Linked DNA regions of Capsicum annuum: region 2 is linked to region 1. Evidence: chromatin contacts called from public Hi-C data. All regions are on one chromosome and are shown on one strand. Each heading gives the region's core, a stretch centred on a gene start, on an enhancer-like site or on the middle of the called end of the contact. The rest is flanking DNA. Distances are from core to core; before and after follow the strand shown.

Region 1 (4,629 bases), core at 693-3,192:
ATATTGAATCATAATAAGTAAAGGTTGAAAAATAAGAAAAAAAATATAAAATGTAAAAAATGAAAAATGAAAAAAGTAAAAATAAAATAAATTAAAATAATAGAAATAAAAAATAAATTTAAAAAAAAAAGAAATTAAAATGAAAACATTAAAAAAGAATTAAAATGTAACATTATAATTACACCATGTAATTGCACCCAACTTTCAATCGCTAATTGAGAATTGGACTCTATAATTACATCTAATTTCATTTCTTTGTGATTTTCCAAACATGTCCTTTAACTATTTCTTAGTTTCATCTTATTTTATTAGTGTAGTCCCTTAAAGTAATGTCTATGAAGAATATAGTGTATGCAAACCTGATATTTAGTGGTTGTTTTCGATAGATCCCCTAACTTAAGATCAAAACAGTCTAAAAAAGAAGTGATGAATTTATTTAATTTTTTAAAAAAGATGTAATAAAACTAATAAAACCATATTAAAACAAAATATAATCAACCTGTATGAAACAATAACAGAGATCAAAAACAAAAAACAAAAATAATACTACGACTATAAAGATAGACAACAAGCTGATACACTCCTACTAACTACAAATTATATATTTATTTTTATTAGAAGTTAAGTTGTTTAGTCTAAGTTTTTAGAGGAAGAATAAGTATTTTTAAGTAATAGTGGAAATCATTTTTAAAGAGAAAATAGTTTCTCCATAAATAGTTTCTCCATAAAAGCACTTTTGTAATTGGAACTCTCAAATATGAAGTGAAAGTCGAGGGGCTGTTTAAGTGTGTAATGAAAAGAAGAAAATAATTTGGATAATTATCATGTTGGTTGAGCAAGAAGAAGCCTATAGGGAAGAATAAGCACAAAATTTATCTAATACTTTGAAGAATACACTGAGTTTGTTGTTTTTGAAGTGATTAATTATAAGCGTAAAATATTTAAAAAATATTTTTCTCTTTATATACTAAAAATTATAAGTAAAAATAATGTACATCTATACTACTATATTAAACGTGTAAGGGTCTTACAAATATTGTTTGAACTTTTTGTCCTTCACTAAAAGTCTCTACCTTAGACAAAATCGTCTTATCTCTATTTTCTTAATATTTAAAAGTTAAAAATTAATTCAATATTTATGGTAAAACCTTTTCTTATTCAAAGTCATCATAATTAATGACAACTAATTCATTTTTCATTAGTTTAGGAAATCAACTTTTAGTTTATTTTAAGAAGATTTGAAAAATGTAAAAATAAATATTGAAAGCATTAGAATAAAAAAAATATAAAAAGTACCAAAACTTTAAGTAAGTAATCAAAGATTTTCTAAATATTTAATTAAAACAATAAGAAAAAATTTTAAATATATAAAAGAATAAAAAAAATAAGCATACTACAAATATGGTTCAAATCGATGTGTCTCTCTTGACCTTTAATGAAAAGGAAAAGAGGTACTGCATGACAAACACAAAAACGACGATCCGTTAACCACTTGAAATTTTTTATGATAAATTATATATACTTTTACAATAAAATATATGTTATATTTATATTATTATATTAAAGTTCGACGGCTCTTAAGAATTAATTTAAATTTTTTATATTTCATTAAAAATCTTCACATAGACAATACCATCTAATAAAAATTATACGTGCAAAGTACGTGTGATTAAATTAGAATATATATATATATATATATATATATATATATATATATATATATATATATAAACTAACATCATAAAGAATAGAAGTGATCGAAGAAAATATTTTTCAAAATAAACTATAGAAGATTGATCAACCAAACTATAAGACAAGATGTCACTTTTTGATTACATATGACCAAAAAGTTAATGCGACAGTTTTTTAACAATAACAACAACAATAATTATATTGTCCTTTTCAACTGAAATTTGAAAAAGGTAGAACCAATAAAATACTACCATTAGTGGGCATCTAACTACCTAGACAATTGGTTGCCTATAATCCTATCAATGGCCCACTATTGCCTTTTCCCAAGCATAATAATTGTTTTTTCTTTTATTTCTCATATTGGATTGATATATATTTTAGAGTCTTCGTTAATTTGAATTTATGTTATGCATAATTTATATAAGAGGAGAGTGCTTTATAATATGAGTTTTTAATATTCAAAATCCAAATTTGAAGTATGAATATTTCTTATTCTTCGTAGAAAAAGTAAAAGTATCTGACTTTTTTCTTTTATCAACATTACACACGTTTCTTGTCATTCGCATAAAAAATACTCATTCCATTTCATAATAAATGAATTGTTGAATTTTGACACATATATTAAGAAAAAAAATTAAAAATATAAATTTAACACAACTTTCCATTTTTACCCCAAAAATGTAAAAGTTAACCTTATAATACATTTTCAAAAGTTAATTGGTTGTCAAATCATAAGGGCAAATTTTAAAAAAAAAAATCACTGATTCACTTATTTTGAAACACCAATAAATTACCATAACAATTCAGTTATTTCAAAACGGAGGGAGTATGATAGTTTTTATATTAAAAAGATTACGCATGTTTCTTACCCTTTGCAGAAACAGTATAAGTAACTAACCGTTTTTTCTTTTATTGATGTTACATATATTTCTTGTCATTCGCATAAAAAACATGATAACTTTTATCTTGAAAAGATTATGGAACAGAAAAAGTAAAATAACATATAAATTGTTTAAGACCTTCATCTCATTTTAACTTGTACAAATATTTCAGTCAGTTTTACCCAAAATTTAGAAAAGTTGAAAGTATTTTATTTCAAAAAAATATATATTTAGTCTAGAAGCTGAGTTTTTTAGCTAAGCTTTTAGAGGAAAAAGTAAATATTTAAGAAATTGAAAGAAGTAATTTTTTATCGAAGCACTTTTGAAATTTTGATTAAATTAAACATAAAATATTATTGGTATAAATAAAAATCAACCCCAAATTGATTAACAAAAAAAAATCGTTAGTCTCCAGAAATATTACTCCTATTTCAATTTCTTTATATTCTTTAAAGCTTATTTAAAAATAAATATTTTTTTTAATTGTGATTTTTTAAAAATAATTTTTACATTTCAAGGTGATATATTTAAATAACAACATTAAAAATTGTTTTGATATATTATACGTATCTTTAATGTAACATCATAAAATTTAATAATTTTATTTATTTTTTAAAAATTTAAATAAAATTCAACTACAATAAATAACTAAAATATTTTTTTAGAATAAATTAATTTTAAAAGATTGACGAAACATATTATAAGACAAGATATCACTTTTTGATTGTAGTATGGCCCAAAGAGTTGATGAGACAGTTAAAATAATTAATTATACCAACAACAAGGATGATGTCGTTTTCAGGAGAATTTTATTATAATGAACCTCTAAAATACTACCACTATTTGCCATTAAACTTACCTAAAGAATCAGTTGCCTATACTACTATCAATAATGATCCACTATTGGCTTTTTGAGAGCCTATTCTCTGAGAGGTCGTTTCACAGGTGTCTGAGAATAGTGTAGAATATTGTGTATTAATAATATTTTTATAGAGGCAAATTTAGGATTAGAAGTGAAGTTAGAATTTTAAGTAAGGGGATTCAATATTTGAAGAAAACTAAGTTGAAGGGGGTTCAATACATATTATAATTACATAAAAAATAATGTTAATCATACATAAATAATATATTTTTCCGTCGAAGGGGGTTCGGACGAACCTCCTGAAGAGGGCTGGCTCAGCCTCTATCCAGGATTCGGACTCTCTGGGTGCCAAGTAAACTTATTGACAGGGGCAGAGTCACCTTCGATGAAGAATGGTCAGATGCACACCCTTCGTCGGAAAATTATGTGGTGAATAGAGGTTAAATGTTAATCATAATGAGTGTATTTTAATTTTGCATACTCTTAACATAGTTGAGAATAAAATTTGCACATCCTTCGCTAAATTTTTTATATTTAAAATTTGATCAATTAAATTAATCAAATTATTCATTTTTTGATATATAAGACAATTAACCGACCAATTAATTAAAAAAATAATAATAAAATAACAAAATTTGATCTTTCAATAATATTACTAATTTCAAAATATAATATTCATAATTCATTTAATGGGCGTGCCAGAATTTGTTGGACAATAAAATTTTTTAGTCGAAAAATAAATAGATCGAGACAAGAAAAACATTACAACAATCAATTTATTGATTTCAATGTGCGACTGTTACAATCTATGAATCCTCTGATTCGCCTTTTCAAATATAAATTCAAGGGCTTAAAGCTTGATCTTGAATTTGAACTTGATTTGTTGATTTGAGGAACTTGATTTTGACTTGTGCTTGAATTCAAGGGTTTTTGAGTTTATTCTTGAATATTGCGGTCTTGATCTTGAATCTTGATGAACTTGATTTGAATGCTTAAGTTTTTTTAGAGAAATTGTGGCGTTTGATCCACGAGCTTTCTCTTGCTACTTGTTAGAGTTCTGGGGTAGGATTCTTATAATGTAACTTTCCTTCCAACCCTTTGTAATGAAGTATTGCTGCACTTCGATTTAGGATTTATTACCCCCATTGGTTGAAGCAGATTTGCATTTAATCTTTTGTCAATTTTTGAAAGTCA
Region 2 (4,025 bases), core at 800-3,299, 35 kb after region 1:
TGTTACATATATGTCGGCTATATTATGTATATTGATAGGGAGAGAGAGTAAACTAATTAAAAAAGGAAGAGAGTGTAATTACTCCCCAAAGATTTGATATTTATGTTATTTATATTTATTTATTTTTTTACTTCTCAAAAATTTGTTCAAATGGACTACTATTGTTTAGGCAACAGACTGATAGAAAATGTGACATCAAATAACCCAAAGACGGAACATAAAGCTTGCTTTAATATTTGGTTGAAATTATTCTACTTATTAATTTTTTCAAAGAAAAAAACTTCCACAGAAATAAAAGATCAAAATTAATTCCTAAATCCAAAATTTAGAAGCAAAACTAACAAAAAGAAAAAGCTAAGGAGAATAATTCAAAGAAGATGAAGAGGACTTTAATCAAAATCTTTAATGAATGCCTTTGATATTAAAATTCCCATTCCTATCTTTAAGTTAATAATAGTTCGAAAAATAGATTTAGCCATCACATACCTGAAGAATTAACTCTTAACAATTTGACTTGTAACATAACTACATGCTTAACATTCATACAACAACAATTACAACAGATGTGGTTCTGTACGTGCATTCCCACCCACACACATGGGTTAGCCTCTGACTATATATAGACTCCCTCAATTTCAATTTGTTTATTTGACTTTCTCTTTTTAGCAACTCATTATTTCAATTTACATATGACATATCTAAAATTTCAACATTAAAGGCACTTTGGTATAAATTATTTCTTCCATTTTAATTTGTTTGACACTTTTTTTTTAATTCATTTGAATTTATTTGACTAAATTTTTTTGTTTGATTTTTAAAAAAATGTCTCTTTTACATCAAGGATGTGGCCTAGTGGTTTAGTAGAGTTGAATTAAGCACCATGAGATTTGAGGTTTAATTCTCAATATAGACAAACATTGGGTGATTTCTTTTCTATCTATTCTAATCTTTGTAGACAAGTTACCTGATAATTGTTGCTGGTGGGAGATGGTAGGTATCTCGTGGAATTAGTCGAAGTACGTACAAGCTGATTCAGATACTACAGTTATAAAAAAAAGATGCTTTCTTTTCTTTTTAACAACTTTATAATTTTAATTTTCTATTTAATATGTTGAGATCTCAAAATTAAGAAATATTTTAATACATTTGACATATCTTTTAATATACACAAGATTCAAGTCTTTGTTATTTTCTTAAACTTTTCATCAAGTTAAAATAGATCAAATAAATAAAAATAAAAGAAATAATATTTTAAATTTAATATTATAAAAATTTAAATTTTATTTTATTTTTAAAAATTTCATATAAAATTAAAATCACATAAATAAATTTAAAAAAAAGACACATCGTACCAAATATCCACAATAACCTTTGACTAGATCGTGTACACGCATAACAAATCCACTAAAAAAATATAAACGTCAAATCAATAATTATTATTATTATATTATATTAATATAAAATAATATATAATATATATTTTAAATTCTGAATTCGCCTCATGACAGTTATAACTGTCACTTTGCCTAACGGCTAACTTTTAACAATAGCATAAAACAAGGGCAGCAGAACCTCTTTCCTACTCTTGGCACGTGGTCAACCCTCAGTTCGACAATTCACGGCACTTTAATCGTTTAGCACAAATTAATACTTTTACTTTAAACCCCTTAATAAATGTTGTTGAACACTGGTTTATTAACACATATAAGTAGAATTAAAATAACAATAAAAATAAATTAATTTCTCCATTTTTAAAGACTTAATATATTTTATTTATATTTTTTTAAAAAATAATTAAAAAATAACTTGACTAAATTATTTTTATGTATTATTCTTTTTAATTTAATATTTTTTTCCTAGATTATACTAAGAATAAAGATGATAGGTATTGTGGATCTAAGTTGTTCGAATTTTCTAAAAATATTATCGTATTTATATTAGATTTTTTAAAATTATGTTACTTTTAAAGGATCTAACATACATTTAATGATATTTTTGAAGAGTTCAAATAATTTTATTAAACTATCTATTTATATAAAAATGACGAGTATTTAAAAACGGAGGGAGTAATATGCTTTTTAAAGATGACAAGTATTTAGAAAAGGAGGGAGCATGGTTTTTTAACAATTTGCCGAGAAAAAAAAGTTTTATCGGTTCAATGACTTTATATCAGTCCATGTATAATGCCTTTCTGAGTTTCAGTTTAGCTTCTTTCCTAGTTTTTCTAACCATAGTTAAACAGTATATCTCTCTTCCATTCTATGAGATCTCCCATCAAAGATCCATTTTTCAGGTGAGTAAAATTCAGCTGAGTTTTCTACACTTCTTCGACCAGTTATATATGCAATTTTTTTTATTCTAGACATCATGAAATTGAAGGACAAAATTGGATTTTTGAGGTCAGATTTTATTGTTTCTGTCGGTTGGATGAAATTTTCACTGATCAAGACTGAATTTTTGCTAATCATTTCTTGAATTTGACAAGAAGAAAATGAGATTTCTTGATTTGTTGTTGAATCTACATTCTGGTTTTGGTCTTTGGGGATCTGTTATAAAACGAATCATTTGATGTAAATTCACAAATTTGAATGCAAGTGCTAATCAATTAGTATGTTTTTTTGTAGAATTTTATGATGTTATGTTTATCTTGTTCCTATGATTTTTTAATTTTTTTTCAATCTGGGTCATTTCATCTTTGATTGTTTTTTTTTTTTTGCAGGATAATTTGGTAAAATAAAATTGGTACCGTAGAATTAATAAACTTATCCAAGTCCTGCATCTTTTTCTATGCTGGAAATGATTGAGTTTTCTCATAAGAAATTTTTTCTGTCAAATTGAATAAATAAAAAGGGGAAAAAGATTGGGTTTTTACCAGTTTCCAGAGCTGCAGAATGGACTCATGGATCCCAGCAACACCGGGGAATCCAGGATTTGTGAAATCTCCACCAATTTGCAGTGACAGGCAGGAAAATCAGCAAGGTCAAGTGGATTGGTCAGATTTGCAAAGAAAACAAGCACTGGGACATACGGCTGGCGCCACCGGGGAAGCACAGAATGCGGCAGCATACTGTGGTTCAACAAGTTCAGTGACAGTAGATCAGTGCTTCATTACCTCGGAAGCAGCAGTGGGAGCAAAGTCCAAAATGGATGGAGGTGGAATAAATATGTACAATAACTTCCCTAGTGATAATGTAGACATGTGGAGCAATGTGTCTTTTGGAGATCTGTTGATGATGGCACAGGCTGGTGGCACCACGCCAGCAGATGAAACAGCGAATAGAGTGAAGAGTTCTTTCAACCCATTCCTGAATTCTGAGAATGCAGGTAGACAAATGAAGTATTTGTTGATTCATTCGTCATTATTAATTGTAATGATCCTACTGCTTGGAGGACTTCAGATAACGATAACGATAACTGCAATTCATGTATATGTCAAGAGTTTCTTTTACCTGCCTCATTGACACAACTACGCAACAGTGTCTTCATGCATTGTAAACCTGCAAACTGTTTGACAATGAAATATAACAAGTTTAGTGTCATTCTTTGGTAATTTGAAACTTACATCTACTAACAATTTGAATGCACAGCATGCACGGATTGCTCGTGTCGAGTAGAACAACCCTGTGAATACTCAATGAAGTTACAATTTGGATTAAAAATAGTGTATCCTAGAACAAAATCAGAGTGGAAACAAAAGGGATCACATACAAGATCAGTTATACAGTGTTTTCTCTGTGATTGAGTGTTCTTCTGTTCCTATTGTTATCTACAAGTAATTGCATATTCGACATGTAGCACGCGCTTCAACATATTGTGTTTCAGTTTCATTTCCATGAAAAACAATTTGGCTAAGCGTCAAACAGTATCATGGTTTTGCAGACATGTCAAAATCATAAGAAGTTTGTTTCTTCAGTTTGGGATTATTACCTTGATAAACTACATAAGTGAATTCATCATGCAGGTGAAAGCTCTATTTTTTCCAGCTTCCCTTTCAACTTGAATACACCATCAAGAATGACGGATGC

What was found. Hi-C and Micro-C count contacts between places; a contact is called where the count stands out from the background.
Region 2: a contact with region 1 is called in a Hi-C map of placenta, with 4 times the contacts expected there. The contact joins the promoter of LOC107843637 here to the enhancer-like site in region 1. A contact is called at or near these places in 2 of 5 Hi-C or Micro-C datasets (leaf and placenta).

The regions. Positions count from the first base shown.
Region 1 is chr10:208,019,784-208,024,412 of UCD10Xv1.1, forward strand. No RefSeq gene overlaps it. Among protein-coding and RNA genes, the nearest start is that of LOC107843637, 35 kb to the right of the region's middle. Within about 2 kb of position 1,943, at least 1 of the 5 cell types and tissues checked has an H3K27ac peak or open chromatin away from gene starts, as enhancers often do.
Region 2 is chr10:208,054,797-208,058,821 of UCD10Xv1.1, forward strand. LOC107843637 (DNA glycosylase/AP lyase ROS1) reads left to right here and starts at 2,050. Exons shown (of 20, transcript XM_016687980.2): 1 at 2,050-2,293; 2 at 2,720-3,324; 3 at 3,962-4,025. The coding sequence starts at 2,892.